Regions from separate parts of the Mus musculus genome. Here all the other regions are linked to region 1. A link is a contact called in public HiChIP or PLAC-seq data. All regions are on one chromosome and are shown on one strand. Each heading gives the region's core, a stretch centred on a gene start, on an enhancer-like site or on the middle of the called end of the contact. The rest is flanking DNA. Distances are from core to core; before and after follow the strand shown.

Region 1 (7,536 bases), core at 2,114-4,613:
ACAGCTAAGCTGGCTACCAGGAGAAGTCCTGTTCCTAGGGAGAAGTAGTTATTCAAGGGAATGGCTCTGGGACTTTGTAAGGAATAGGTCATGCAAGGTCACACTCTGAGGGCTAGCCTGGGCTGGACTGCAGGCTGAAAGGTGTCCCGCCATGGGCTCACCTGCCAGTCTCCACTCACAGCCCATTGGAGGATGATTTTTGTGAATGCTCTCCACAGACCTTGGCTATTCCTCAGAGACCAACCCTTGCTCTCAGCCAGGCCCAATCTGAGGAACCTACCATCAGACTTTTCTCAGTCTCTTCTCAAAGGCCCCCTTCTGCCTTTGCTGGCACCATTTGGTTCTCAACTCTCTTTGTTGCTAAGGGTAACCTTGAATTTTTGATCCTTCTCTTGCTTCTGCATCCCTCCCGCCGGGATTGTAGGTGTGCACTACCATGCCTGGGTTATTCAGGGCTGGGGATAAAACCTGGGACATCACGTGTGGCAGACAAGCACACTACCAAATGAGTCGCATCCACAACCCACAATGGCCACCGTTTCTTGTGCTCATTTTGTAGACTGGGACATGGAGAACCATCCACAAGTGAAAGGTCACATGCAACAACAGGCTGGTGGCTGGACTTGAACCCAGAGCTGGTGGTTGCAGGACTTCCCAAGTTCATAATAGACTAGACATTCAGGGGTGTGTGGCAGGGCAGGAGGTTGCCCAGGACCCCAACTCAGATAAGCCAAAGTCACAATATCCCATCCTATCTCTCCCAGGCACTTAAAGCTTCAGCCCCTAGCCTGAAGTCATCAGCAAACTTGCTCCAGGCAAGCCAGTCTTAGCCAGTAGCCACTGGTCCACAAGCATCATTTAACACTTACTGTGTTCCAAGCCCTGGAGGCAAGAACTGAGAAAGACCCAGATCTGTGATCGCACTGTGATGGTGACAATTTCAGCAGGGGGAGGGGCAGATAATAAATGGAGCCTTGTTTTATTGTTTTGGTCTGTGTAGCCCTGGCTATCCTGGAACTGAATCTGTAGACCAGGCTGGACTTGAACTCAGAGATCCTCCTATCCTTGCTTCCAGAGTATTGGGATTAGTATGCCACCATGGCCTGGCAAATGAAGACTTTTGTTTGGGTTGTTTTTCTTTCTTTCTTTCTTTCTTTCTTTCTTTCTTTCTTTCTTTCTTTCTTTCTTTCTTTCTTTTTTTTTTTTTTTTTTTTTTTTTTTTTGGTGTTTTTGAGACAAGAGTTTCTAGACCAGGCTGGCCTTGAACTCAGAAATCCGCCTCCCTCTGCCTCCCAAGTGCTGGGATTAAAGGTGTGCGCCACCACTGCCCGGCGTTGTTGTTTTTCATTTTGAGACAGGATCTTATTTTGTAGCCCAGGCTGACTTGGAACTCAGGCCAGCCTCAAATTCAGAGATACACCTGCCTCTGCCTCCTTAGTGATGGGATTAAAGGCGTGTGCCACCACTGCCCAGCCACAATAAGATCCTTTAAAGGTGTGAATTGGCTGCAAGTGGAGTGAGTGAAGGCTCACAGGCTTGGGGAGACTGAGGTCCTAGGGCAGCCTAAGGTGGAGGAGTCCTGAGCCAAAAGATCTCTGGATCTTCCCTGCAGGGAAAGGGCTGGAAACTGGACAGGCATGAGGTCGGGGTCTGGTGGCAGACTGGGGTTAGTCCCGGAGAGCCCTATCCTCACCCGTGCTCTCATATTCTCCCCAACACTTCTGAACTTGGAGGAGCCGGAAGCTGGAGGTTCTGGAGCCACAGCCTGGAGCAAAAAGCAGGCCCCAAAGCAGTTTGATGATAGTGCCCAACCTTGGTCCTCCTGACTACTAACCACTGTCAAGAGCACCCACAGGGTGTGGTGGCCAGCAGCTCCTTCTGCAGTCACAGAGTCAGGGATGCACTCCCAAATTGAGTTGGGGTGGGGGGACCTGCCTACCACCAGGGCAATGATCTAGATCTGATCCAGCCTGGGCCCAGCCCCAGAAAGGAACACCCAGGAGTGCCCAGACTAAGGCCTGCAGCCCTCCTCCAGTGACACAGCAGGGGATCTAGGGAACCCTGTTACAGGAAGGGATGTTTCTCAGCAGGGTGTGTGTATGCATGCTTATGTGTGTACATCCATGAGTGTGTGTGTGTGTGTGTGTGTGTGCGCGCGCGCGCGCGTGTGTGCGTGCGCACACGTGTTCGTGGGAGCCTGTGCACAGCTGACTTTGCTCCCTAGCAAGCAAGGCCAGCAGCAGCTCTACCTGCCACTGGAGGATGCGGTTATCCCAGGCTGCCAGGTGCATCAGAATGCCTCATTAAGGGATTTGGAGACATGGTGTAATCCCCACTAAGGGATAGATAGATGCTCAAGTGTCTCCTCTAGGTCTCAGGACCTGGCTGCATTTCCGTTGGTGTTCTGAGTAGGACCAGGAATGATTGGTGCAAGCCCAATGACAGAGGTTTGGCAGAAGGAAGCCACAGCTCCCAGAAGCTCTGGTCCAAATTACTGATTCCTCGGTGAGGGGGTGCAGCAGGCTCTTCGGCTCCTCCATCAGTGGCCAGGTCACCTGCTGGCTCCAGGTTCCTCAGATACCACAGAACAGGGACATTCACACCTAGGAGAACAGTACCAGGGTTCTGCCCAGTTCACCCCCATCAGGCCAGAATGGCCACAGTTGGGTGTGGGGGTGCTGGTGGGGGAAGGGACCCTTCCAGATCCTTAGAGTTTGACATGCTCCTGGGTTGGGAAGTTCTGGCCTCCACACTTGAAAATCTCTGGGGAACTGATGCCCAATGTCTTGCCAGCTTTCTGTCCTTGCCTTGGGTTACCTAGGAGGAAAGTGCGGGTCTCTGCTGTCCCTGAATGTCCTCAACCTGAGTTCTCTTAGAAGCACCCACTCCGTAGTTTAGACTTCCCATCACCTGGAAGACCCTTAAATTTCCAAGCCTCTGGGGCCAGACCAAGCCTTGCCTCCCTCCCTCCGATCGTGCCCTACCTCCCGGCTCCCTTAGAGTTACACCCTGATAGCCAAGCCACAGTGTGACTTGCCTCCCACCGTCAGCTCAAGCCAGTCCTTGGCGCAGCAGAAAGGTTCTGGCGGTTCACCAAGTGTCCCGCAAGGAAGGAGCACAGGAGATGCCCTGGGGAGCAGAGAGCCAAGGGGCGGGATCAACAGGTTCGAGTGCGGGGCGGAGCCAAGAGTAAGGGGTTGGGGTCTCTCCAGGTGACAGTAGCCACCGCCAGGCCCGCGCCTCCTCCCCCGGCGGTGATTGGCAGGCGGCCTGCGCCCCGGCTCCCAGGCGACCGACGCCCCGCGGGGCAGGCGAGTAGGAGGGGGCGCCGGCTATATATACCACTGCTCCGGAGGGCTGGGCGCGCGGGGACTATCCCGCCACCGTTGCGTCCCTATTTGCTCTCGCTACTTAGGTCTGTGCGCAGCACTCACCGAACTCACGGCCCGCAGCTCGAACTCACGCACGGCCCGCGGGCCGGGATGGCGAAACGCGGGCCGACCACAGGGACGCTGCTGCCCAGGGTCCTGCTGGCCCTGGTGGTGGCCCTGGCGGACCGAGGGACCGCCGCACCCAACGGCACGCGGCACGCAGAATTGGGGCACGGCTGGGACGGCTTGGTGGCCCGCTCGCTGGCACGCCTGCCGGTGGCCGCGCAGCCCCCGCAGGCGGCGGTCCGCAGCGGCGCAGGGGACTACCTGCTGGGCCTCAAAAGGCTTCGGCGGCTCTACTGCAACGTGGGCATCGGATTCCACCTGCAGGTGCTGCCCGACGGCCGCATCGGTGGTGTGCACGCAGACACGAGGGACAGTGAGTTCTGGGCGCGCCGAGGGGATAGGGTCCCGGGCAGTAGTAGTCTCGGGGGCTGAGTAGAGTCGAGCTCCCACCCCTTGGGCTCCAGGACTGAGAGCGCACCCGGCGGCCGAGCCCCGCCTCCCGCCTTCGGAAGCCTGGTCTCTCGGTGCGGAATTCCATCGCCTTCACCCGCCCGCACCCACGGGAGCCCGGGACAAGCGCCCAGACTGAGGCTGGACTTGAGGGCCACCGGTAGACAGGAGATGAGCTCTTAAAGCTTGCTTTGGGGACCCTGGGCTTTTCACCCCAGCATCGAGATCCCAAGAGGCTTAGAGTCGGAGGGTCTGTGTGGGTCCAGGGTCACCTAGGCTTTTCTGACCTGCGATCCCTCCCCCCCAACCCCCGCCTCCCCAGGTCTTCTGGAGCTCTCTCCGGTGCAGCGAGGCGTGGTGAGCATCTTCGGAGTGGCCAGCCGGTTCTTCGTGGCCATGAGCAGCAGGGGCAAGCTCTTCGGTGTGGTGAGTGCCAGCGGGTCTGGCTGGGCCACCTGCTCGATACAGTGTGCAAGACTAGCGGGATTGTAAACCCTTCACCCCACACATACACTTGTGTGTTGGTCACAGAGGACTGGCAGTAGGATTGCCAGGTCTCACGTTTTCAGTCAAAGTAGCCAGAGCCAGGCTGGGTTTCTAGACCAAGGGAACTACCCCATCCAATTTCCTCCTGAGTGAGGTACTTACTGATTGGGGCGGGTGGGGCGGGGAGAGGGGTACTCCAGCAGGAGATATTAAGTTGATAGGGGCAAAGCAGGTGAGCTAGCTATGCCTAGCGTGGACTTATCACCTCTTCGAAATCTGGGACAGTTTTGACACTCCGCCTACCTAAGAAAGATCTCTTGGGTCCCGATTGCGGCAGGTCCCTGGCTCACCCAGTACCCTCTTTCCCAGCCTTTCTTTACCGACGAGTGTAAATTCAAAGAAATACTTCTGCCCAACAACTACAACGCCTACGAATCCTACGCGTACCCCGGTATGTTCATGGCCCTCAGTAAGAACGGGCGGACCAAGAAGGGGAACCGAGTGTCGCCTACCATGAAGGTAACCCACTTCCTTCCTAGACTGTGACCCTCCGGAGCCCTGCCTCAGCCTCGGAAGCACACCCTACCCCTCAGGAGGAGCACTTTCTCTCGATGGAGAATTGTTTGCAAAAAAACTGGTCTAAGATATTTAAATTATTTAAATATGTATATATGGACGCCCAATTATTTATAATTTTATGTATTCTCATTTTCGGGGGGGGGGATATGACCAAAAGAACAAACAAATTGCAGCTCAGACCTCTTTGGAATAGCGGAACAGACTTCTTTCTTCACTATCAAAGATATGGGTGTGATGCTGTTTCATGTGTGCCTCTAAAACTTGGTGACATCAGTTTCCAAGGGTGCCTGGCCTGTAACTGGAAAGGCCTGCCTGGGACCTCTGAGGCAGTGAGAAGGACCCTGAGCGTTCCCGATCGGGAGCATTCTGCCGTCGCCGCTCCCTCTGCTTCCTTTGGTATGAACCCTGTCGGATCGGTTTACTCCAGGGACAGAAGTCCTCCCGCCTCTGTTTTTAGATCTCCAAGACTGATCTTTGAACTCTCTTGCAGTCAATCATCTTCTTGGACCTACCGGATAGGAGACCCTTAGACAACTTTATAAACTCCTGTTTGCCATTTTTGGACTGGCCAACAGGGCACGTTGCTTGTAGCCACTGGAACTTTGCTTTTCTGGAGAGGAACTAGGAATGGACAAGAGGGTGTGTGCGCTCGCCACAACTCAAAACTCTGGGGATGAAATTCTGTTTTGTGATAGAGGATGATTTGTTGGGATATAACAATGTATTTTGCAAGAATCAAACTGAGAAAAACAGGCTTCCCTGAATATGGGAAGCTTTGTGCTGGAACTCCATAATTTAAGGGTGAGCTGCCCTTTCCCACCCCAGGCAGCCTTTATGCAGGCAGACTGCAGGAGTCCGAATTCCGGTGCTGCCCCAAGGTGAAGGAATTCTATCCCCATCTACCTCAGAGTTCCTGAGACCCTGGTGACTAAGCTGGAGGCTCTGCTGGGTGCATCTGCCTGCTTCTCTTCCACATGTAGTATCTGGACCCTTGTCACGTTCCAGCTATCTTTACCCAATGATTTACTTTTAGTAAGGGGTATTCATGGTGAAAATATGCACGACCAGCTGTCGGAGTGCACTATATGGTCACCAAGTCAAGTAACCCTTATATTTTTCTTTATATATTTTACGAATGTAACCCCTGTCACTGAGACCAAAATGGAAGAGCAGGGTCGGTGGCATTTAAAAAAAAGGGCTGAGGTGAGGGAGAACAATTAATTTTAATGAATGACTTTGGAGTTTATACAAAATGACCTTAGCTCGCTTCAGGGAATGCTTCTCCCCAAGATGTTAAGACTCTGCTGGGAGACTTCTGAGCAACCTCCCGAATTAACTTTATGGGAGGCTACAGACAGCAAGACTGGAAAATCTCATTGGCATTTTTTTTTTTTGTCTTTCACATTCCTTTAGAAAACTCTTTGTTTGGATGCTAATGGGATACTTAAAATACTATTCTGTACCACAGCCCAAGATGGAAGAAGCCACACCCCAAAGCTGAGGTGGGAGCTCCTCCCAAACTTCCTTTCTGTCTGGTGGCTCACAGGACAATAAGATTTTGTGTTTTTTAAATCCAGGCCCTAGGCTCCAAGAGTGTTGGGGAGAAGACAGTTGAAATGTCTTTTCTTCTTGTTATTTTCTAAAAGACGGTCTCATAGCCCAGGCTGTACCTGAACTTGCTATGTCACTAAAGATGACCTTGAATTTCTGATCCTCTTGCCCCATTTCCTAGTGCTAAGGTTACAGGCATTGCCCACCACGCCCACTCCTTAGGTGCTGGGAATTGAAATCAAGTGCCTGCCAGGCCACTCCACAGAGATAGGCCTCCCTCTTTTTTGTGGGGGAGGAAATGTGGGGTCTTACTCTGTAGCCAAGGCTGGCCTACTGCTTGAGCCCAAGTGTTGAGACTACAGGTAGAAGGCACCTGCCCTGTTCTGATGGGATTCTCTGCAGCTATGTTGCTTCAGGCAGGCTGTGGTCCTACCTGACACCTATTACCTGTTTCTTCAGCCAGCTAGCTCCCTTTCCTGCGCCCAGGGACAAGACTGTATCTTTGGAATTTTGTTACCAGAATGGGTTTGATGTTTCTGCTCTGTATCTGCCACTGTTACCGAGTCGGTCTGTAGTTACTACAGGTGTCGACCCAGAGATAGTATGTGCTATGCACACTGGATGCTCCATCCAAAGAGAAGCATTCAATCATGTATAGACAGCCCCATGGACTGATGGGAATGATTGGGAGAGATATTAAAATGACAAACGTGTCTGCAAGCACCTGTGTCTGCTTTGTCTTTTTTCTATTTGCAGCTGAGCAGAGTGGGAGCAAGGAAACTAGTTTTAGCCAGCTGTGTGCACACACAAATGTGGCTTGGAAAATAGTCCCAGAGGCAAAGGTATATCACAAAGTTTTACCGCATCCTGTGTCTCCCCTCAGTGGGGTTCTGTGGCTGCCCACTCAGTCACTAACCCGGGTGTAAGGGTCTGTGTCCACACGGTGAATACTTACCCCATGAAGCACAATGAGGCAGAAGCTGGCCAGGAGGAGCACAGTCAACACATATGTTTGACTTCAGCCAACTGCTCT
Region 2 (7,536 bases), core at 3,740-6,239, 390 kb before region 1:
ACACAAACCTTTCTCTTTTGCTGGGAAAAGCAGTTCAGAGTCTGTCCGAATCCAAGGAATCCAAAGTGGAATATGAGGGCATCTGCGATGATCAATGATTACCTATGAAGAGAAGACTGGAGGCTCAGCACACCTGTACCAGGCTATTCGGGCAACCTCACCTCAAGCCCTGCAAGGCACTTTTAGAGATACTCCGAGTGCTTGCTTTCTCTATCTCGCTCTCTATATATATACATATATATATAGAGAGAGAGAGAGAGAAGGCTATATAGCTTACTTAGTGATTTCCAGACCAATGAAGAACCCTGACTCAAAAAAGCAAAAATCAGGTATATATATATAAGCTGCCTATAATTACATCAGCGGACAGGAAGACCAGCCTCTTTCTAACTAGAGCCCACAGGAACCAGAGGACTCCGCAGATTCAAAGACCTCACCCCCCATACTTAGCCAACCCCCCCCACCAACCCCAAATGCAGCTGAGATCTCAGCCTCTGTGGTCGGCACCTGCCCTGCTCGCTGTACAGCTGAGATAGAACATTTCTTTCCCATTCTAATGTATGAAGGCGGAGGGCGACAGAACTCTGTCACTGCATTTAGAAACCGAAGCCTGGCATGGCAGCACACGCCTATGACTCCAGCTGCGGCAGAGACAGGACAGCCTGCCTCTAAAAGCTAAAACATGAGCCAGCACAATGGCACACACCTGCGATCCTAGTGCTTTGAGGTAGAGGCAGGGGGACCAGAGTTCTATAACTCCCATCCTTAGCCAGCCTGGGCTATGTGAGACCACCTTTAAAAAAACAAAACAAAACAAAAAAACAAACAAACAAACAAACAAACAAAAAACCCACTAGTCACAGCCCATTCATCAGGGCTGGGAGATGGCTCAGCAGATACAAGTGCTTGCTGCACAAGCCTCATGACCTGCACTTGATCCCAGAATCCATGTGGAAAGCCAGATATGGAGCCAGTGAGCAGCAATGCTGGGGTTGAGACCGGGGTCTTACTCCACAAACACTCTGCAACCCAGCCATGTCCCTAGCTGTATGCTCAATGTTCTCAACTTCAGAACCACGAAAACAACCAACTGAAAAATAAGTCTGTGTAATCTGGGATCTAAATAAGGCCCCTGTACCCATCTCTCACACACCAAAGGACTGAAATGAACATGAATGCTTCTGACTGCAATTTGCTGATAACATCTCAGATGTTATGTTAAGAACACAAGGATATATATACAGCCGGGCGTGGTGGCGCATGCCTTTAATCCCAGCACTTGGGAGGCAGAGTTCAAGGCCAGCCTGGGCTACAGAGTGAGTTCCAGGACAGCCAGGGCTACAGAGAAACCCTGTCTCGAAAAACCAAAAAAAAAAAAAAAAAAAAAAAAAAAGAACACAAGGATATAAAAACAGAATAAACACACTGGGAAGTACTCTGTGTATGTCTTTCTGTCTGCCTTTATGTGTCTATGTGTATGGATGTGTCTGTTTGTGTCCATGTATGGGTCTGTGGAGCAACAAGTGTGCTGTGGTGTGCTTATGGAAGTCGGAGGATAGATAGCCTGAATCTTTCCTGCCACATATGTCCCAGGGACTGAACTCAAGGTGTCAGGCTCAGTGGCAAGTGTCCTTTGCCCACTGAGCCTTCTCATCTAAATGCTCAAATGTTTTTTGGTTCCTCAAAAGATAACCACCAGAAAACCAACAAGAACCTGTATGGCAGCATATAAACTAGAACCCAGCACTCAGGGCGCTGAGGTGGAGGCTGTAGAGTTTGAGGCTAGCCTGGACTACAGAATGAGACCCTGCCAAGAAGCAAACACGTGACAGGATGACCTGTGGAAGAAGAATGGTTTTCAAATAATGGATTCCGAATATATAAAGAGCACTTACTAATCATTAGTTAAAAAGATAGCTAACCTGTTTAATAACAAAGATGCCAGGCACAGTGATAGGGGACTGGGGGAATGACACTTAAACATAGGAGCTCAATGGAAGGATCTCATCTCAAAACAAACAAAAAAGGAAACGGAGGAAAAAGGCAGGGCTGGAGCTCATGGGTGGAATACAAGCTTTGTGTGTTCGAGGCTCTGTACTTGATCCCCAGCAAATGGGATGTGGGGGGTGCTGGCAATGTGGGAGGAGGGCTGAGAGGAGAGCTAATCAGGGGAAATTCGAGGCTAAGATATCCAGTTTCGTTCTTTTCTAAAGGACAGAGCAGAGCGGCCCAGCTTGATAGTGTGTGCCCACAGCCTATAATCCCAACACTCAGGAGGCAGGAGGATGGCTGCAAGTGTAGGGGGCATGCTGGTGTACGTAGTGAGTTTCCGGTTAATCAAAGCTATAGAGATCCGTCTCAAATGCATCCCAACCACCACCAAAAAGGGAGTGGGAGGGAGGAGTAGAAAGAGAGACACATACAGACAGACAGACTCCAGGTTTGTTCCTAGGCTGGCCAGAACTCCTTGGTCTTAAGGTCCTCTGCTTCAGCATTCCCAGCCACTGGGACCATGGGCATGCACATTCTATGTAGATCTCTGAGAAGGCCAAAACTGTTTGTGGTGATGGCTGTACAACTCTGAATACATCGATAACCACTGAACCCTTCAATCGGGTGATCACGTGTAGGGTGAAATATCAATAAAGCTGATAGAAATCAGACGGGGACAGAGAAAGCCACTCAGCCCCACACAGCCAGCACGAAGCTCAGTCAGAGAGGACCTAGTCACAGGATGGAGGAATCCACCATCTTGAGGCCCTGAACCTGATACCTATAGCGCAGCGGAGCAAAGGTGGCTGGGTCAGGAGTTGTTATGGAAAGGGCAACCCCCACCCCATGCCTATGGAGGCCAGTGCACAGACGGAGTAGGCTAGCCTGCCCAGGACTCCATTAAGAGACAAGCTGGTAGGCAGACACGACCATGCCCAGGACAAAGACCAGGGGCACAAGGAGGTAAGGATGCTCAGGACGGTGCGGAGTTATGCCAGGTGCCTTCCCGACTAACAGGTCAAAGTCTGAAGGGCCAATTAAATTCCCTGGCATTTTACAAGGTGTTAAAGGCATAACTGTCATAAGCCCTCAATTAAAGGTCAGCTCTAGGGCCAGGGCTAAAGTTGGGTGGAGAAGCTGTCTAGCAAGGCCCAGGGTGCTCTGGAGACCTAGTACCACAATCAGTTCTTCAACCCCACCTCTGCACTCTTCTACATCTGAAGCTCCCACAAAAGCTGCTTCTCCCTCCTTCAAACTTCTGGTGACAACCTTCTCAGTCAAACAGAGAAGCAGTGTTGACTCAGGGCCTGAACTGGTGACTCACTCTGGGTGAGCCAGCAGAGGCCTGACCCCTGGTGGACGCTGGGGGAGGGGGGTGGGGGGTGGGCTGTAAGTTCTGACTGTGAGGGTCTACTGGGTGGTGAGGACTTACTGGAGCTTGGGCTACTTACTGGCAAGGCCCAGGCAGTGCAGCCAGGGCAAACCACTAGGAAGGGCTAAAGCCTCTGCTTGCTTCACTGGGCACAACAGGGAATTCCTTCTCCCTGGCCACAAGTCCCCATCCCTCACACGGACCAAGAGGAAACAAAGGAACATACCAGGCCCAAACACCTCTGCAGTGACTGGGCACACACCCAGGAGGAGGGGCGGCTGGATTCCAGGCTCCTTAGCTCCAGGAAGCAAGCTAGGCGCTTGGATTTCCATTGACCCCATTGCAAATTTCCCTCAGGTGCCCAGGCCTTTCCTCAGATGTTGGCCTCTCAGCCCAGTCCTGAGGACTAGAGACCAATGCTGGAACCCGGCTGCTCAGCCTTACCAACTTCCTACAGGTCCTTGGACCCTCATAATTCCACTGGGTTCTGGAACCCCAGGCTCCCCAGGCCCACCAGCTTCCCCCAGGCCCTCATCATTCCACTAGATTCTAGAAGCAAAGTCCCCTTACCCCCACCAGCATCTCCCAGGCCTCAGGTCTACATTCTTTTCCCAGGTTCTGGTACTCTGACTACCACAGACCCATAATTATGCACTCTGACCTAGAACACCCCAAACCGACTTAGCACTTCATCCTGGGTTCCTGCTCTGAAACCCCACCCCTTTCTTTATGTCCAAAATTCCTAGGGCCTGTGTCCTAGGGCCCGCCCCCTCAGAGCCAGACCGGCTGTGCACCCCTAGCTACTCCACAAATGACGGGATGAACGGCTCAGCATTGGTGTCCGAAACCTCCGATCCTTGCCCAATACCCGGGGCTCCGACGTCCCCATCCAGACCCTGCGACCCGGGACTTTGAGCCTCCAATCCTGGCCCTACACCCCGAATCCCGAATCCCAGCGCCACACCACAACCCCAACCCCCCGATTTCGGACCCACACCGCGAACCCTTGGCCTTGACTCTGCACCCCGGTTCCCCCTCCTAGCACTGCACTCCAACCCCCGATCCTAGCCCTGCAGCCCGGGTCCCGACGCCCGACCCCAGCCACACACCCCAAGTCACAATCCCGGCCCCACACCGCGAACACCGGGTTTTGGCCTGGAATCCTGACTCAGGGGTCCCAGCCCTACACTCCGAGGCCTCGACCAACAGATCCTGGCCCTGCACCCCTGGGCCCCGACCCTGCCCCGCACTCGGATCACCTGGGCCCAGTCCAGACCCTGTACCCCAACCTCCCGTCCAGGCCCGGCACCCTGACAACTCATCATCCCACACCCTTCCTGTCCCCCAGCAGCTCTCTAGGACGCCCATCCCCCGCTCACCGCACCAGCAGGGTCCACCAGGCTCCCGCCGCGCCCCGCCGCTCCCTGTGCCCGCTCACTTCCGGTTCCGCGGAGGCGGGGCCGCATCCGGGGCCACGCAAGATCCCGCCCTATTCCAGGCCGTCCCCGCCCCGTATTCCTGTTAGCTGATCAAGAAAGCAGGATACACAGTTCCAGGACTCATAGGCAGCTCGGCCGCCAGTCAGCTGCGGAGATCCGATTTAGAAACACCCGTCAAGCCCTGTCCAACACACATTCACCCTCAACCCAGCTTCCAACCATGTATCCACCCTGCAACTCTCTACCCACGCATGGATCTACACAGCATCATTCACTCCCCTGTCAATCTTCTACCCACCAATCCACCAATCTGTCCTTCTGCCCATCTACCCATACACCCACTCATCTAGCCATACATCTGTTCATCCATTCTTCCATCTATCTGCTTCCTATTGTGATCAAAAAACTGAACCCTGTCTCGAAAAACAAACAAAACAAAACAAAACAAAAAGAACTGATCAAATACAGCTTGGGGAGAAAACTGCTTATTTGGCTCATAAATTATAGTCCATCACTGAGGGAAGGAAGTTAGAACAGGAACTCAGGCAGGGCAGGAACTGAAACAGAGACTATGAAGGAGTGCTGCATACTGGCTTGCTCAGCCTTTCTTTCACATCCCAGGTCTACCAGTGTAAGGGTGGCAACCCACAACGGTGGGTTGGGCCCTTCTGAATCAATCAGTAACCAAGAAAATGCCCCCACAGACTAGCCTACAGGCCAGTCTGATGGCAATTCATCAACTGAGGTTTCCTCTTCCAAGATTACTCTAGTGTCAAGTTGACAAAAACTAACCAACATGTCACCTATACACCCATGTGTCAACCATCCATCTACTTATCTATCCATCCACTCATCTATCTGTCCTAGTTGACATTAACTGTCAACTTGAAACAGCCTAGAATCACATTTTTTTTTAAAAAAATCTCAAATGTGTACTTGTCTTATTTAGGTTATTCTGTGGGCATGATTGTCTTGATACAGGAGGGCCAACCCACTGTGGTCCATCCCTAGACAGGTGTCCTGGACTGTATAACAAAGCTAGCTAATAAGGCAGCGGCCAAGTGGATCACTTAGAGGCCAGTCTGGTCCTGATCAGCCAAGTGAGGGATTCTGTCTCTCCTGCCCCCCTCTCCAGAAGGAGGAGGAGGAGAAAGGAGATGAAAGAGGGAGGTTAGGGATGTAATTCAGTGGTAGAGTGCCTGTCTAGTATGTACAGGGCCCTGGTACCAACCTTAGCACCACAAGGCAGAAAACAAAAGGCTAAACTGTCAAAATTTATGAATAGATCAGGAAGGAAAAAGAGATGTCAGGTGTCAGAGGAGAATGTTCCCATGTGTGTGTGCACAATTCACATGTAAGTGTGCATTCAACTGCATGAGCACACATACAGAGGTCCAAGGACACATTCTGGCATCTTCCTCAGGAAGGCCACTCACTGCTTGAGACAGGATCTCTCTGGCCTGCAGTTCATCCACTAGGCTAAGCTGGCTGGTCAGCAGGCCCCAGAGATCCTCCTGTCTTTGCTTCTCTGCTGAGGGGATTGCAAATGTGCACCACTCCACCCACCATCCTCTCATTGGTTCTGAGGATCACACTCAGTCCCTCATGCCTGCAGAGCAAACACCCAGCCATCTCCTAGCATAGGGTAGTTGTTGTTGTTCTTGTTGTTTTAGTAAAACCATGGTCTCAAGTGTTTTGTTAAATAAAAACTACAGGCATCATTTTATACTAAGTACCTAAACCGTGCCCAACAAGTGGGGTCAGTCACTTAAGCTAAGTTCCACGTACCCAAGCTGAAAAGCCAAGCTCTATTCTTGAACCAGGGACAGTGGTGTGTGCCTGAGTCCCTGTGATGGGGCACCTGAGACAGGAAGATGGCTTTTGCCTGAGCACCATAGTTGAGAACTCACCTCCAAACCAGAGATTTGTTTACCCTTCTGAGAAGAGGTAGCAGCTAGAAAATCAGTAACTTCCAAATCACACAAGGACCCCCCTCTTGCTGTAACTCTCACATGGGAACAGCTTAGAATCAGAGGTGCAGGTCAGTGAGATGGCTCAGTGGGTAAAGGTGCCTGCCACCAAGCCTGACAACCTGAGTTCAATGCTAGTAAAATAAGTAGCCCACTGTGTGTCTTGGTTTCTTCAAACTATTCACTGGGGTGTACCTCAAAACTACCACCAAACAAACAACACAGCCTTCTCCCCTCAGCTCCAAAGAACTACTGACTCAACAAAGTGCTGCTATATTCTAGACTCAAAGTCAATTAAGATCCATCAACTAATGAATAATTTGCCCCCATAATATTCACAAAAGCCTGAGGTCAGAAGAACAAGTGAACAGTGTTTTCTGGCCACAGCAGAACTGCTGTACTCAAGAACTCCTAACAGCTGTAGTTGCTGGCACAAGATTAAGCCAATCAACATCCCAGAATGGACTGGGGATGGGGCTCCCACCACTAGCTCAGGAGCTATTGGCAGTTGATAGCTGCTGGAGGGGGTAAGACTGGTTTTGTTGATGGTATGGTTCCTGGTAGGTCAAGTAAGCATGCACACCCATCCACCCACCCACCGAGCCATACATCCACCTATGCAGCCCTCAGTCCATCCATTTACCTCCTCGGGGCTGGGATTCCCAGTGCACACCTCTGTTTGGCTTTTTCTGTGGGTGCTGGGGACTCAGGCCTCAGGTTTGTCCTGTAATCACTACTGGCAGAGCCATCTCCCTAGCCACCG
Region 3 (7,536 bases), core at 2,398-4,897, 350 kb after region 1:
GACCTTATTCTGGATTATGAGATGCAAAACTTGGGGTTCCTTAGGGACCACTTTCCATCTCTATTGACTGTCTCTGGACATGGAAGCCATGTAAAGACCCTGAAGTGGCTGCAGCCTTCTGGCAGCCACGAAGCCCTAAACCATGTGCCAAAAAGGGCAAAGCAGAATCGAGTCCATGCCAAGTCCCAGAACTTCTGCACTGCAGCCTCAAATGCCCACCAACGTCTTGCTACACGATTTGGTTCAAGGGGAAAACAGGTCTACTGACTACAGCCACAGTACTGGAGAGTCACACAAAGTTGGCAGAACCCCATCTCCTGAGGTCTTCTCAACAGCGCTGGATCTCTCACGTACAGAGGATGCACATATTCACACGTGAGCGTGTGAACTGTGAACTCTCCTTCCATCCAATGCCACCTGGAGTGCCCAGGTGAGTCTTTTTTTTTTAAAAGATTTATTTATTTATTATATGTAAGTACACTGTAGCTGTCTTCAGATACCCCAGAAGAGGGCGTCAGATATTGTTACAGATGGTTGTGAGCCACCATGTGGTTGCTAGGATTTGAACTCCAGACCTCTGGAAGAGCAGTCGGGTGCTCTAACCCACTGAGCCATCTCACCAGCCCCCAGGTGAGTCTTCAAAACAAAATCTTTAAAGCCATATCACCAATCGCATAGGTTCATCTCATGACAACAAGGCAGGAAACTGAGGCTCCGATAGGCAGAGAGATCTCAGAGCCAAAGAACTGGGCTTGAACTCCAGCTCATGAGACCATCTAGAGACCTACCCTAAGGTCTTCTCAGGGAAACTGAGGCAGCTGTCTGTGTCCAGTGACCGGTTAGGACATTGGAGATCCATGACAGCACTTGCCTTGGGAGCAATGATCATGGCTGTCCTTGTGGCCTCACCTTACAACCCCAGCCTCTTACAAAGAATTAGAGATAGGGGAGAGCCAGATATTTCCTAGGGCACACACTGTCATGGGGGTCTAGAACCTGGTAACAATGGTCGCTTTGACAGCCTGTGGGTGTGCAAACACTCCCGTGTAGGGATAGTCCCAACTAGTCTGAGCAGGTGCTTGCTGGGATTCTCGGAATCTTGTCTCTTCTACTGCTCTCTGGTTTCAGCACACTGGATAGGACATGAGGATCATGCACCTGCCTGGCTGGTGAAGGCTAGGGAGGTTAGCCCAACCTAGGGGATCTAGGGGGCAGGTGTGGAGGGTTGTGGCAAGGGAGAGTAACAGTGTGCTGCAGGAGGGTGTCTGTGGCACTTGACTGATGACAGGTGGGTGTCCCACTACCTCCTGCCAACCCACAGAAGGATGATAGAGCCACAGCACACAACCTTCTAGATTGGGTCTTTATTGTGCCCCTTGGCTTACTCTTCCTTGGGTTTGCCAGGATGAGGCCGGGCCAGCCTATAGTCCATATAGGTCCCCAGACAGGACCACAGTATGAAGCGTACCAGGAGAATGACAACCAGGAGCACCATGAGTGGGTCAGAGCCAGCAGTGTCCCCCAGCCAGGAGGCCATACTGAGGAGGGAGGCCACCATGCAGGGTATAGCAGTAGCAGCAGCCTCGCTGGAGCCTGATCTCAGCCCTGCCTGCCTGCCTGCCGGTGGCCCCTTCTGAAGGACAGATCCGTGCAGTCCACAGCCAGTCCTTCCCACCGCACTGGGCCTCCCCGCCTGTGAGGAGGACAGTTGGGGCTATAGGCGGCCTCCTTGGTCAAGAGGCCCGTGTACCATTCATGGGGAGCTAAGCACTCCGTGCACCGACAATGGCAGCATTGTCCAGAGGCCCTGGCCGCGGGAGGCCTGCGGGAGCCCGCCTCCCGTGCTGTCCCCGCGGCCCCTGCCTGCCAGGCTGACGTAATCCCCAAACATCTCCCGGCGGCAGCTGCAGGGCGAAGCGGCCGCCTCCTCCAGGCCTTTCCGGCTGCCGCAGACAATCGAGCCCTTTCTCTCCCCAATTAGCTATCACTTCTGGAGGCCAGCACGGTCCGAGGCTGGGCGGGCTGTACAGCAGCAGCAGCAGGCCCGCACCGAGCAGGGGCCACGAGGCTTGCAGGGAGGCCCGGCCCAGCAGGGAGGGCGGCAGGGAGACTGTGCGATTGAAAAGAGGAGAGAGGCACAGAGAGGGGGGGAACAGTCGGCTGGAGCCCAGAGGCGACCCCAGACATGGCTCAATTAGCACACAGGCTGTGCGCTGAGTCCCTAAGGCTGCCCCAGCCTGTAGTAGCATGGGGGTAGTCAACACAGACCGCCCCAGAAAGGGTCTGGAACCTGGAGGAGTGGGTTTAATCTCCCTCTCACAACCCCGGGAGGGCAACCTCTAGAGATGGGCTGAGCACCACCTACCCCAGCTCCATAGGAGGTTTATGGGAAGGAACCCCTATAACCCACTTCCAGCTTCCCACGCAGGGCTGTTGGCTGATTAGCCTGGGACTCACTGAGTGTCGGTGAGGAAGATGCTCACTTCCTTAGACCTCAGGTTCCTCTCTGGGAAATGAGGTCAGAGCCCCCTGCTCTGAAAGACAAAGAGAGAATACTTAAATAGGCCCAGCACCCTTAGAGCAGCCGCTCTGAGGACACACCTCCAGAATTTTCCAGAAAAACAGCATCTGTCTGCCAGTTACATGTGCTCATACATACACGTGTGACCACACGCATGTGAGGACTCTGTCCCCCTGTGTGAGCTACTCTGGCCCGGACCCTGTCCCCAGTCTGGCCCCTCACAGCTGAGGTCTCCTTAGATGAAGAAAAAACTGGCTTGCTCTCCCCTACTTCTAATGCCAACCCTGTGTCCCACTAAGCAGGACCTCACCTGCAGCCAGGGGCACTGGGAGAAGTAAGAATACTTGGCCACAGGGTCCTTCCTGGACTTTCAGCCCAAGTTGTCTCACCCGGAAGCAGTCCAACAAGCCATGAGACATGCAAGGGGGCCTTCCACGTGGAGAATTGTAGCCTATCACTGGTCGCCTCTCTCTATTTCTGAACTCTTTCCTTCATGGCATTAAGAGTATTCACCCTGTATAGCCTTTCTAGAAGATTTCAAATAACGACAAACACAAAGGACTGGCAGGCAGCACATCATAGAATGGGAAGTGGAGATTTTGAGAATGGTGCCAATTTGAGGATTCCACAACACTAACGCCAAGTGTGCCAGAGGTATGTAAGTTCCCTGTGTCCACCCTCCGCCTCTCACGCTGCAGTTGGTACATCCCTGGGACTGACCGAGGTTGTCTCCCACTCTGCAGTGCCAGGCCACCCAGTCCAGCACTCAGGACAACATTCTTGAAACATTCCTGGGTTTGCTTTTCTAACGCTCCAAATGTAAGTGAGGATCTAGAAATTAGGAGCCAGGCCTAACCAGAAATTACACCAAACATTTCCTCCTCAGGGGTTTCTGGAATGTCTCAGACAGAAGGCTTTGCTCACTTACCAAAGGAACCCAAGTGAATCTGGGGTGAGAGTCCCCCAATGGATGCCACCATGCTCTTGGGAAGGGAAGAAGCCAAGGGCTTACCTTAGCCAGCATTTCACTCACCTGAGAGGCCACATCTCCGGGTGAGGCTTTCTTGGAAGCCGAAGCTGTCTGACTTGAGCATGGCCACCAGCTCGGGCCTATTACTGGTGGAGCCAAGGTGGCCTTGAACAAAGCTCTGTGTTTATCAAGCACACCATCAGATAGGGAAAGTCAATATTGTCCCAGGTCACATGGCATCAAGACACAGGAGACTCTGGGGTCAAGGAGGCCTGACCCTTCCTGCTCATATGCCTCTGGGAGTCAGCAAGCATAAAGTCTGCCGTGTGTCCTTCAGGGAAGCAAGTGTTGGCCCTCCTAGCTGCTCCTAGCAGAGGAGGTCAGTGGGATGCTGGAGGATGAAGTCAGGGAGGATGGAGAAAGCATAGGAAGAAGCAAGACACAGATGGAGACAGTAAAGACACAGCTTCTCTGCCTGGAGGACACCAGGGTGCTCTCCACTGTGGTAAAAGGGACTCTCTGAGTCACCCACAACTGATGATGAGCATGGTCTGTGCTCTTCCTGGTCCACTAGGGTCTCGCCAGCCTCGGTATTGGGACCACAGGAACTGTCCCCTGGGCAAATTTTTACCAAACCTTGACCATACAATAGATGGGCTCTTGGTCCCCTGGACTAACTCAAGGGTACACAGCCACCAGACATCCCCAAATTGGGTGGAGAAGGCCAAAAGTCAACCCTCTTTTTATGGCTTCCTCCATCCCCACCTTCCTGTTTCCTAGATTTCTCACCGACCTCTTGGACCACCACATCCAGAATCACCTGCTATTGGACACAGCTCAAAGCAACATGAAAGACCCAGAGATAAGTAGTGTTTGCTATGGTATTCAGAGTTCAGTCATGAAGGCTCTTGTCCCTTGTCACAGAGAACAGATCAGGGGACTCTGGCTATCTTCAAGGCTTGAAGAATCCACAGTGACTTCCTACACCTACATGTTCAAGCATTGAAGTGACAGGGACAGGTCCTTGCTCACTGTTCCCTGATATTTGCCAGGTATAAGTCCAGTCACTAGTGAGGCCAGTGGAAGGCTGGTGTGAAAAGCAGAGGGGGTTCCAGCTCCTGCCAACTGTGGCAGTGAGCTTGTGATCTTTCTGACTCCATGTCCCCAGAGCTGGGATCATAAGAGTGTGTCACTATACTTGGCTTTTTTGCACAGGTTCTAAGGATAAAACTTGAGTCCTTACTCTTGTGTTGCCAGCTCTTTACCAACCAACCAATCAACCAAACTGTCTCCCCAGCCCAGTGCTCACTTCCTTTATATCCTGGCCCCTACAGCCTCTGAAGTCTCCCATGTCTATATCATGACTCTCACATGTCCCCTGGTTTCATGTGGTCCGAGGCCTCCAGGGCAGGTTAAAGGAAACCCACATTGCATTAGACCTGATTCTGCCAAACTGTGCTGCCTTGAGCTGGGCTAAGAGTAGGCCTTCCCAGCCAGTGTCAGTAACTACTGTTACTGGCATTTCTTCTCAACATTTGTTTTAAACTATATTTATGGGTGTTTTTGCCTGCATGTATGTCTGTGCACTATGTGTGTGCAGTGCCCACAGTACCCAAGAGGACATTAATTCCCCTGAAACTGGAGTCATAGACAGTTGTGAGCCATCATGTGGGTGTTGGGACTGGAATCTGGGTCCTCTGAGAGAGCAGCCAAAGCATTTCATGGCTGAGCCATCTTCCCAACCTGTTGTTGCTGGAACTTCCAACCCCAATAAGCCCATATAAAAACTATGCAACTTATATGTTTTAAGACTAGATTGAGCAGATCTAACACTATACTAACTTATTCCCTAGTTATAAGACTTCTTGTTATTTGTGGGGGTTTTTGGCCATGTGGTTTGTTCTATCGTGGCTATCTCTTCTTTTGTCTTTTATCCTATTCCATGAGTTCCTGTATCCTCTCTTCAAGGTTCTGCTTCCACATTTTAATTTTTTTCTATATTGTAATTCTGATATTGTGATATTTATTTTATTTTGATTGATTGATTGATTGATTGATTGATTGATTGATTGATTTTAAAAGATTCTCCTCCAAGCCTTGCTTCCAATCCTCATTATTTTCTCCCTGGCTCTCAGTCTGACCTGTGAGCTCTTGAATCCTTTATTCTAGCATCTTCTCCAGCTCCTGTCTTCAAACTTTATTTTCCTCTCTCTGTTGCTTATCATGACCTATAAATTTCTGTGCCTTTAGTTCTAGTGTTTCCTCTAACCTGTGTTGCCAAGTCTTAAATTTCTCTCTATATTGTTCATTCCGCTCTATAAATTTCCATATCTTCTGTTCTAGGCCTAGCTTCCACAATTTTAATTTTTCTTTATGTTGTAATTTTGATATTGTAGCATCTACCTTATTTTGATTTACTAATTTTAGTAAATATCTTTTAGAATCTGTTTCTAAATTTTACTGTTATCTCTTTGTTGTTTCGTCTGATCTATGAAATTCTGTATTTTTGTTCTAGCATCTTTTCTAGCTCCTGTCTCCAAAATCATTACTTTTACCTTTTTTGCCAAGACCAGACACTCAAGCTGAATGAGGGCAAGAGAGCAAGAGTGGGAAGAGACGGAGAGAGCCTTGCAGAAGTGTGTGGATTACAAAAGAGGAAACTGTAAACTGTTTCCAAGGTGGAGCCTAGGCAGCGAGAAACCCTCCCAATCAATGAAAACTCCGTGGCCAGCCTACGTCTTCCCTTAGAACCCTAACCCCAAACTCTAGCCACAGTGGGGCCTGCTAGTGCATGTTCATGCCCATAAAACAAGAACTAGGGAGGTAGAGCAGGTCATAAGTTCAAGGCCAATCTGAGCTACAGTATCAAACAGAAATCAGTATCAAAAACCCAAAGGAATGTGGCAGAGTGGCTAAGGCACTTGCCTCACAAGCAGGAGACACAGTGTAGGTGGGTGTGGTGGTCTGTCTGCAACACCCCCCTATTGTCAATCTCAGTTTGCCTGAAAGACTTTCCTGTCTCATTGACTAAGATGGAAGAGGGCCAGAGAATACTTCTCAACATACATGCACATACATGTACCACACATGCAAGCCTACACACACTCACACACACACCGCATACACGCACATGAAAATAGAGGTGGGGCAGCCATGGTAGCAGTGGGCACCTTATAATGTCAGCAACAGGGAAACTGAGGCAGGAGAATCAGAAGCTCAATGCCAGCCTGTATTACCTAGGAAATTGGCAGCCTGGGCTACATGAGACCCTGACTTGGGAAAGAGAGAGAGAGAGAGAGGGAGAGAGAGAGAGAGAGAAAGAGAGAAAGAGAGAAAGAGAGAGGGAGAGAGAGAGAGAGAGAGAAAGAGAGAAAGAGAGAAAGAGAGAGAGAGGGAGAGAGAGAGAGAGAGAAAGAGAGAAAGAAAGAAAGAAAGAAAGGAAGGAAGGAAGGAAGGAAGGAAGGAAGAAAGAAAGAAAGAAAGAAAGAAAGAAAGAAAGAAAGAAAGAAAGAAAGAAAGAAAGAAAGAAAGAAAGAAAGAAAGAAAGAAAGAAAGGAAGAAAGAAAGAGAAAAAAGTGCCCCTGAAATCAACAGGACATGCTTTTCAAAGCAGATTGCTCCTCTATGCTTGAGACCCCCAGACAGGCAAAAATAAATCTTTCTTCCTGCACCACAAAGGCAGATTAACACCGCCGCTGCTGCTGTCGGGGATGAGTGGGGAGGTGGAGAGCTGGAGGGCTAGGTCAGCGAGGGGCTTGTGTCCTAAGGAGGGGCAGCCCTCTGAAAAGGCCGCTGCAGGCAGAGCCTGGTGAGGCCTCCTCGCAGCCAGTGAAAGCCGGTGTGTAACTCTGCCTGGTGATCAAACAGCCTGCAGGCCGCAGTCAGCCCAGAATGAAATTCCAAATAAATTAGCCATGTCCCAGAAGCCATCACAACACCGGATTAGGGCGTGCAAAAGAGCGTAATTTATTCAGCTTCCCTTGTCAGAGTTCCTAACAGCCTCCCTTGGTATTTTTCCTCTCAACCTACAGTCCCACCCTACAGT
Region 4 (7,536 bases), core at 3,665-6,164, 310 kb before region 1:
CTTGAACTCAGAAATCTGCCTGCCTCTGCCTCCCAAGTGCTGGGATTAAAGGTGTATGCCACCACGCCCGGCTAAGAAAATCTTAAAGAACAAAGGTGAAGAATTTAAAATATCAGATCTCAAGACAACTTCTGCAGTCATCCAGTCATTTGTGTAAAGATGGCAAAGATACCACTGGAGCAGAAGAGCTTTCTACCACTGAGACACACCCTAGCTCAAGTCAAGACTAGCTGATGAGGACACAATAAATATTACTTTGGGTTTGGTGGGGATTTGATTTTTTATTTTTAAAGACAGTTCACTCTGTAGCCCTAGCTAGCCTAGAACTTACTATATAGACTAGGCTGGCCTCAATCTCACAGAGATTCACCTGGGTGCTGGAATTAAAGATATATACCACCAGCCTGGCCTACATATGTGTATGGATTAATACACATTAATTACACATGTGTATGGATGTTTCGCCTGCATGTATAGCTATGTACCTATGTGCCTAGTGTCATTAGAGGCCAAAGGAAGGTGTGAGATAGAAAGTGATGAGTTGCCATATGGGTGCTGGGAATTAAACTTAGGTCCTCTAGAATGTCAGCAAGTGCTCTTAATCACTGAGCCAACTCTCCAGCCTCTACATTAAATATTCTTGGGCTAGAAAGATGGCTCAGCAGTTAATGGCTAGGCTCACAACCAAAACTAAATATTCTTGGAGGGTGGGAGGAACCAAGATCAATCAATTGAGTTACATTAAAATTTAAAACTTCAGGCTGAAGAGATGGCTCAGCGATTAAGAGCACTGACTGCTCTTCTGAAGGTCCTAGTTCAAATCCCAGCAACCACATGGTGGCTCACAACCATCCGTAATGAGATGTAATGCCCTCTTCTGCTGTGTCTGAAGACAGCTACAGACTATTACACATAATAATAAATAAATCTTTAAAAAAAATTTTTTTAAACTTCTACTGAGGTGTGGTTGTGCACACCTTAATCTCAGCACTTAGAAGGCAGAAGCAGGTAGATCTTTGTAAGTTTGGGGCCAGCCTGGTTTACAAAGGGAGTTTGAGGACAGCCAGAGCTATGTAGAGAAACCATGTCTTAAAATCAACCAAACAAACAAACAAACAAATCTTCTATACATATATGTACAGAGAATGTATAAAGAACTTCAAATCAGGGGGTGGAGAGATGGCTCAGAGGTTTAGAGCACTAGCTGCTCTTCCAGAGGTCTGGAGTTCAATTCCCAGCAACCATATATATGGTGGTTCATTAACCATCCACAATGAGATCTGGTGCCCTCTTCTGGCCTGCAAGCTTACATGTAGATAGACTACTGTATTCATATTAAATAAAGAAAGAAATCTTAAAGAAAAAACCTTCAAATTAGAAATAGACAATCCAATCAACAAACAAGAACTAAAAGCTTGCTCGGCGCTCCCTCATGTACCTGCAGAGAAGCTGCTGCACACTTCTCTGCAGGTGGCTGCAGTCAAGAAGCCATCTCTCCACCTGGAGCTCTACAGCACATAACAACAGTTCCTCATACTGAGGGTGACCATGTGGTTGTACCAACTGTCACCACAACCACTTTTGGCAGCAACTCCTGAGGCTGGTGTCCACTACAATTCCACTCCTTAGAACACTCCAACAGAAACACACACAGCTAGTTCTGCACCTCCCAAATGCAAAAGTATCCTAGGAAGATTAGGACCAGGGTCAGCCTCAGGGGTCCTGACTGCAGAAGGAACAGGCAGGGCCCATCTACACAAGTGCTGCAGGGCAAGTAAAGGTGGATCTCACAAGTCCAGGGAATGGTGAAAAGACAAAACATACAGATTTCCTATAGAAAGTCAAGCATGCGCAAAGGAACCAGTAGTGAAGAGCTGGACCACATTAGAATGGAGGACAGTCACTGATGGCAGGAAGCAGGAGAGTTTTCACAGGAGGCATGGTCCTATCCATACCTTGATCCAAGCTCCCCAAGCATTAACTGGAGAGCTGGCTGAGGCACACACTTGTGGCCTGTGCAGTCCTCATGCATGCTCCAATGTAAGTACACTGACTGAACATACATGCCCATCTGGTCACATTTTTAGCTACCAGAGGACCCTGATTCCAGGAAGTGAATTATCTAGAACAAGTTTACTCTGTGACACTAGACTCGGGTCAGATATGATGTAACTGTGGACACAAGCATGTCCTACATTTGATGAGGCACTGCAGAGCAGCAAGCCAGCACAACCTAGCAACAGGTGAGACAGTTCTCACTGCCTGAAACTCACTACCCACAACACCCACCAGCTCTGCCTCCCCTGTGCCTGTTCTTTCCAAAAACCTCAATGTTGACCAGCCACTGATGCAGAGTTGAGCTGCAACAAACCCAAGTGTAGAGTAGAGCAAGTAGGACTCATGACCTCCTGAAAGCCTCTTGAGTATGAGGCAACGGAATCTGACCTAATTAACCTGCTCATTCCTAAGACTCCAGGAAGAAAAGACAACTCTCTAGTCACCAAACAAAACCCCTCAGCACACAACACTAACACCAAATTACTGTTTCTAAAAAGGACATTCAAACATTTAGTCCCATCTCATAGAACTGACTTTACAGCTGAGAGATGCATCAAGGCACTCATTACTGACTTGCTAACTGATATCTGCAGACACACCACAAGAGCGTAAGTGCAGATTCCTTGAGCACCAAGGAGACGCCCATCATGAACCAGTAAAGTGGGCTGTCAGCAGGAATCTAAGCAACCCCTGCTCCACATGCCTGCCTCTCACCTTGGGCTTTGCTGGCTATACTGCCTTCTCCTTCCTATACCACTTAACTCCAAAAGAGGAGGCTCTAGCATACCAATCTAAATGTGATACTAAGGACACAGTAGGTATTTCAAGCTCTGAAAGTCTCATCTGCCTGGGAAGAGGAGCCTCAGGATTCAATTTTCAATCCTTTCTCCCCTGAAACAAAGTTTAGTTACAGCTCACAGATGTTCTGGAGAAAGCCTGTATAAATTTTTCCCATGAAATGAGTTCTATTTATCCACAAGATTTCCCTAGGAAATTGGAAGTCCACAAGACATAAACCAGGGATAAGATAAAAAAACCCTGAGATCCACTCCTCACAGATCCACAGCAGACAAGGACAAGTTTAAGACAGAATGGGACACTCAACACAGCTCAACTGCTTCATAGCCCCCTGTCAAAAACATTTAAGTGCTTTCCTAAATCTAGGCAGTTTCCCAAAGAGGTATGACAGTGGAGTGGTGTGGTCACATGGCTTTGGTGGATCCCCATTTTTTCCCCTAAATTGAATTCCTGAGAATTTTACCAGTGCTCAGAAAACATCAGAACCATCACTTCCCAAGTGGTTACACAAAGCAGCCAGCAAGCTAATACACTAACAAGACAGTCCTGCAGACATTTAAAGGCAGAAACCTTCCTTGATTTCAGTTTGATGGGCATACCTGTGGAAGTGCAGTATTGAGCTGCCTCTGCAAAGAATCTCTTTCATGACCAACTTCATGCAACTTCCCCTGGGTTAATGCCAGTGTTTCTTGTGTCTCTCTTAGTGTGTCCAGAAGGCGGTCCCGTTCTTCCAACATGGAAACCATGAGCTGCTCAAAATGCGAATCAGCATCTGGCTGTGAAGGGGAGCCTGACCCATGGCTCCCACCTCCTCCTGGAGGGCCTTCTGCTTCACTAATGGTCGGCATCACCTCGCACATCATCTTGAAAAAGGAACGGTACAGACCACAATCAGTAGGTGCAGAACAAGAGTTTCCACAAACCTGCAGCTTTCTGAGCACCACCTGTGGCTAATGAGAAAAAGGCTGACAGCCCCAGAGCTATCCGTGACGATCATCCACTCTGGATGCACACACTCTGGGAAGTAGCATGCACAGGTCAATATAATGAGCAGATTGGGGGAGACAGTCCTGGGAGCAAGAGGAGCTGGGATGCTCACCTCCAACCAGTGGGGGTCTGTTTAAAATCCACATTTAACAGCTGAAGACAGTTTCCTCAGGAAGAGAGATTCCAAACAGTCCCTCAACCACAGAAGAAGACTGGAAACTGACAAAACACCAGCACTATGGACCCAAGCATCCTCCAGGAATGTGTGCAGTCAGCTCCTGGGAAGGACTAGCAGGCACCCTGACTTGTGGGGCTGGATATTTGGTGATCAGCGGAAAAAGCAACTGGATTGGCTTTTTAAAGTCTGGACAGAAGTGTTTAGCAAAGGCCTGCTGCTGTGTAACGGTTGGTCAGCCAACCCAACTTACATAAGTTCACAGTCAAAGACAGGGGAAAAGAACAGAAAGAGAAAATATACCCACACTGGGAATCTAGGAAGTCGGGACAACAGGGCTAGGTTAAAAAAAAAAAAAAAAGGAGGAGGAGGAGGAAAAGGTGAGATGGAACTAGAGATTGCATGCTGTCAGGGCACAGGGTGGAGGATGAAGCAGAAGGCGCTGCAGGTGCATCTGAGCAGCACCCGCTGCCCCGGCCTGGCTCAGCTGACCCCACAGCCTCACTGCCCCCAACCTCACTTACTCTGGCCAGTCTAAGCGAACTCGGACCTAACTGCTATCAACCCGTTTTGCCAGGCTAGCCGCAACTCTGCTGGCTCTGCTGACCCCCGCACACTGACCCTGCCGACCCGGCCCCACCGACCCTGGCCCGCCACCCAGCGCGGCCCGCTCCACCCGCCCTCACCTTGGCCGGCGGGCGCGGCTCCGGGGCTATGAAGCGGCCTTCGGGCGGCGGCCGGCTGCGGGCCGACCCACGCAGCCCCGCGGCTGCGTCCTCGCCCGGCCCCCGGGCCCGCCGCCCCGCTCGTCACGAAGGCCGGCCCGCCGCCGCGGGACACTAGCGAGCGCAGAGAACCGGGCCCGGCGCGTCGCCGGCGTCAACGTGCCCGACGTCCGGCGCGTCGGCGCGAGCGTCAGCACCGCCCCCCGCGGGAGAGGTTGGCCGCGGGGCCGTGCGCATGCGCTAGATCCGCGGTAGTGGGCGGGCGGTCTATCGGGAGATCCAATTGGCTAGTCCTCGCTTTAGCCCCGCCCCCGGCAGGCCAACCCCCTGCGGAGACAGGGCGACCGTGGAAACACCGGTAAAGATCTCTGGCAGGTGTGCGCAGCTCGCAGTCCTGCTTCCGTGCTCTCACGCCAGTGTGTGTGTGTTGACGTCACCCAAACGCCGACGTCACCTGAGCACTCGCCCCCCCCCTCAAAACCCAAGACCTCTGGGGAGTCCCGCCGGACCACCTGCAAAACCGGAAAGTGCTGACAGGTCGGGCAAGGTACCTTCTACCTCTATGCCTACCCTTCAGAAGTCTGAGGCAGGAGAATTACAGCAAGGTGGAGACTCTGCCTGTAAAATACAAACAAAGGCTACTGCCATCAACCCTGACGACTGAGTTCGAACCCTAGGACCCAGAAGACCTGCAGTAGATCCTCGGAACCTACATAGTCCTGAATGTTGTCCTCTGACCTGCACACATGTATCGTGTGGGTGCATACATGTGCTCACATTCACACGCGCACACACAACAACAACAAAATGTAAGGGCTCAGTCACTCTTGCAAGTATTAGAACCTAAGTTCCATTTCCCAGACTCCACGTAAAAATAAAAAGCTAGCTGGCCTTGGTGCTACACGCCTTTATTCCCAGCACCCAGGCAGATCTCTGGGTTCAAGCTAGCCTTGTCTACATAGTGAGTTTCAGGACAGCCAGGAGTACATACTGAGACCTTGTTTTAAAACTTTTTTTTTTAATTAACGCCAATAAAATAGTCCAGAAACCAAAGCAAAATGATCATCAACCATAACTGAAAAGCCAATAAAACTTTCCAAAGGCCAAGGCAAGAATACTGTCGACTAGTATAGGCTACATAGAGAGCCAGGACAGTCAGGGTTACATGGGCAGATTCCTGTTTCAAGAAGTCAGTAATTAATTACAAAGTCAAGTTACAAGTATAACCAAGCACAATAGTGCCCACCTGAAATCCTAGCACTCAGAAAGCAGAGGCAGGCAGGCAGATCTCTGAGTTTTGCCCGATCTATATAATGAGACCTTTTTCCACAAAACAAGTCAGAATGTAAATAGAAGCAGCAAAGTCTTTAAGGACTATCAGCCACTGCACACAAGTTCTCAGTTGCCTTGATCTCAGGTTTGGATTTGAGGAAATGCTCAAGCCAGACGTGGTGGCGCACGCCTTTAATCTCAGCACTGGGGAGGCAGAGGCAGGCGGATTTCTGTGTTCGAGGCCAGCCTGGTCTTCAAAGTGAGTTCCAGGACAGCCAAGGCTATATAGAGAAACCCTGTCTCAAAAAACAAAAACAAAAACAAAAACAAAATGCTCATGTCTCCCCAGAGGTTCCTGCCAATACAGCCATCTCCTAAGAAACTGATCCAGGACCAAACACAGCTCAACAGGGCATACTGTACTGGGTCCTCTTCCACAGTCAGCACATGTATGAAGCTGGCATGGCAGAAAGCTAAAGAAAACAATGCTTCTCCAGCAAGTTTCACCACAAGCTAAGAAGCTGAGCTGCCCTTAGCAAGCAGTGCATGCTTTGCAAGATGTGTGAATGGGGAGGTGTAACCACCCTTAGCAACAGTGCATGCTTTGCAAGATGTGTGAATGGGGAGGTGTATCCGCAGAGAGATGTCATCCTGCTGGTCCCTAATGCTCAGAGCTCTTCCCCAGCTTTCTGCCTGTGGAAATCCCAGCTCCCGCTGATTGGCACCTATTCTTGCAGACCATAAATCAGCAGAGATGGATGTGAAGAACAGAAGCTACAGGACCATTGTCCCTCTGGATCGCAGAGACATGGCTAACACTCACAGTGGTTTAGTTTTTTTAATCCCATTTGTCCATGTCTCTGTGTCTGTGTATGTCTACACATGTGTATACTACAACATACATGTAAAGGCAGGAGGACAACATGCAGGAAACATTTCCATCTTTCTATCATGTGGGTCCCAAGGATTAAACTTTGGTCATTAGCCTTGGTAACAAGTGCCTTTACCTGCTGAGCCTTCTCACTGGTCCGAATTTTATTTATTTTAGAGGCGAGGGCCCTTTGAGACAGGCTAATGTGCAACTTTCCACACACTTGTCTCGACCTCCCACGTGCTGGGATGACAGATGTGTGCTATCATGCATGGCGTTGTCAGCCCCCTCTTTTTTTTTTTTTTTTTTGGAGACAGGGTTTCTCTGTGTAATTTCATGTGCTTGAGTGTCTGTCTGTCTGTCCGTAAATATATATGCACTGGAGTTACGTATAGTTGCAAGCCGCCATGCAGGTGTGGGTAATGGAAATGGACAAAGTCCTCTGCTAGAGCTCCAAGCGCTCTTAACCACTAAACCATCTCTCCAGTCCCATCCAAGCACCACACCTTTTTTGAGAAGAGGTATCAAGTGTCCTAAACTAGCTACAAAGTAGCAGAGGCTAGCTTTGAACTCCTCCTGATAAATGTCACAAGCATGTGAAGATAACCACTCACCACCACACCTGTTGCATGGCTTCTCAGTCCCAGGCT

What was found. HiChIP or PLAC-seq counts read pairs in DNA pulled down with a chosen protein or histone mark.
Region 2: an H3K4me3 HiChIP or PLAC-seq map of embryonic stem cells shows a contact between it and region 1, with 6 times the contacts expected there. The contact joins the promoter of Cttn here to the promoter of Fgf4 in region 1. A contact is called at or near these places in 2 of 115 datasets of contacts at active chromatin or transcription factors (bone marrow-derived macrophages and embryonic stem cells) and 1 of 9 other capture datasets (liver).
Region 3: a contact with region 1 is called in an H3K27ac HiChIP or PLAC-seq map of embryonic stem cells, with 11 read pairs. The contact joins the promoter of Smim38 here to the promoter of Fgf4 in region 1. A contact is called at or near these places in 1 of 39 promoter capture datasets (pre-B cells), 1 of 115 datasets of contacts at active chromatin or transcription factors (embryonic stem cells) and 1 of 9 other capture datasets (liver).
Region 4: an H3K4me3 HiChIP or PLAC-seq map of embryonic stem cells shows a contact between it and region 1, with 16 read pairs. The contact joins the promoter of Ppfia1 here to the promoter of Fgf4 in region 1. A contact is called at or near these places in 2 of 39 promoter capture datasets (cranial neural crest and hippocampal neurons), 1 of 484 Hi-C or Micro-C datasets (embryonic stem cells) and 4 of 115 datasets of contacts at active chromatin or transcription factors (embryonic basal ganglia and embryonic stem cells).

What each region holds. Positions count from the first base shown.
Region 1 is chr7:144,858,023-144,865,558 of GRCm38.p6, forward strand. It overlaps Fgf4 (fibroblast growth factor 4), which reads left to right and starts at 3,364. Exons shown (of 3, transcript NM_010202.6): 1 at 3,364-3,810; 2 at 4,210-4,313; 3 at 4,743-7,223. The coding sequence starts at 3,483. The coding sequence ends at 4,919. RefSeq lists promoters at 1,245-3,367, 2,930-3,367 and enhancers at 5,837-6,665, 5,913-6,262, 6,018-6,023, 6,250-6,524, 6,370-6,391.
Region 2 is chr7:144,465,946-144,473,481 of GRCm38.p6, forward strand. Cttn (cortactin) reads right to left here and starts at 4,990. Exons shown (of 18, transcript NM_007803.5): 1 at 4,744-4,990; 2 at 9-102.
Region 3 is chr7:145,204,472-145,212,007 of GRCm38.p6, forward strand. It overlaps Smim38 (small integral membrane protein 38), which reads right to left and starts at 3,648. Exons shown (of 3, transcript NM_001369202.1): 1 at 3,555-3,648; 2 at 2,458-2,534; 3 at 1,352-2,110. The coding sequence starts at 1,537. The coding sequence ends at 1,382. It also overlaps a transcript of Tpcn2 not described here. RefSeq lists an enhancer at 406-3,225.
Region 4 is chr7:144,548,815-144,556,350 of GRCm38.p6, forward strand. Ppfia1 (protein tyrosine phosphatase, receptor type, f polypeptide (PTPRF), interacting protein (liprin), alpha 1) reads right to left here and starts at 4,915. Exons shown (of 32, transcript NM_001195086.1): 1 at 4,705-4,915; 2 at 3,456-3,719. The coding sequence starts at 3,719. It also overlaps the pseudogene Gm35626.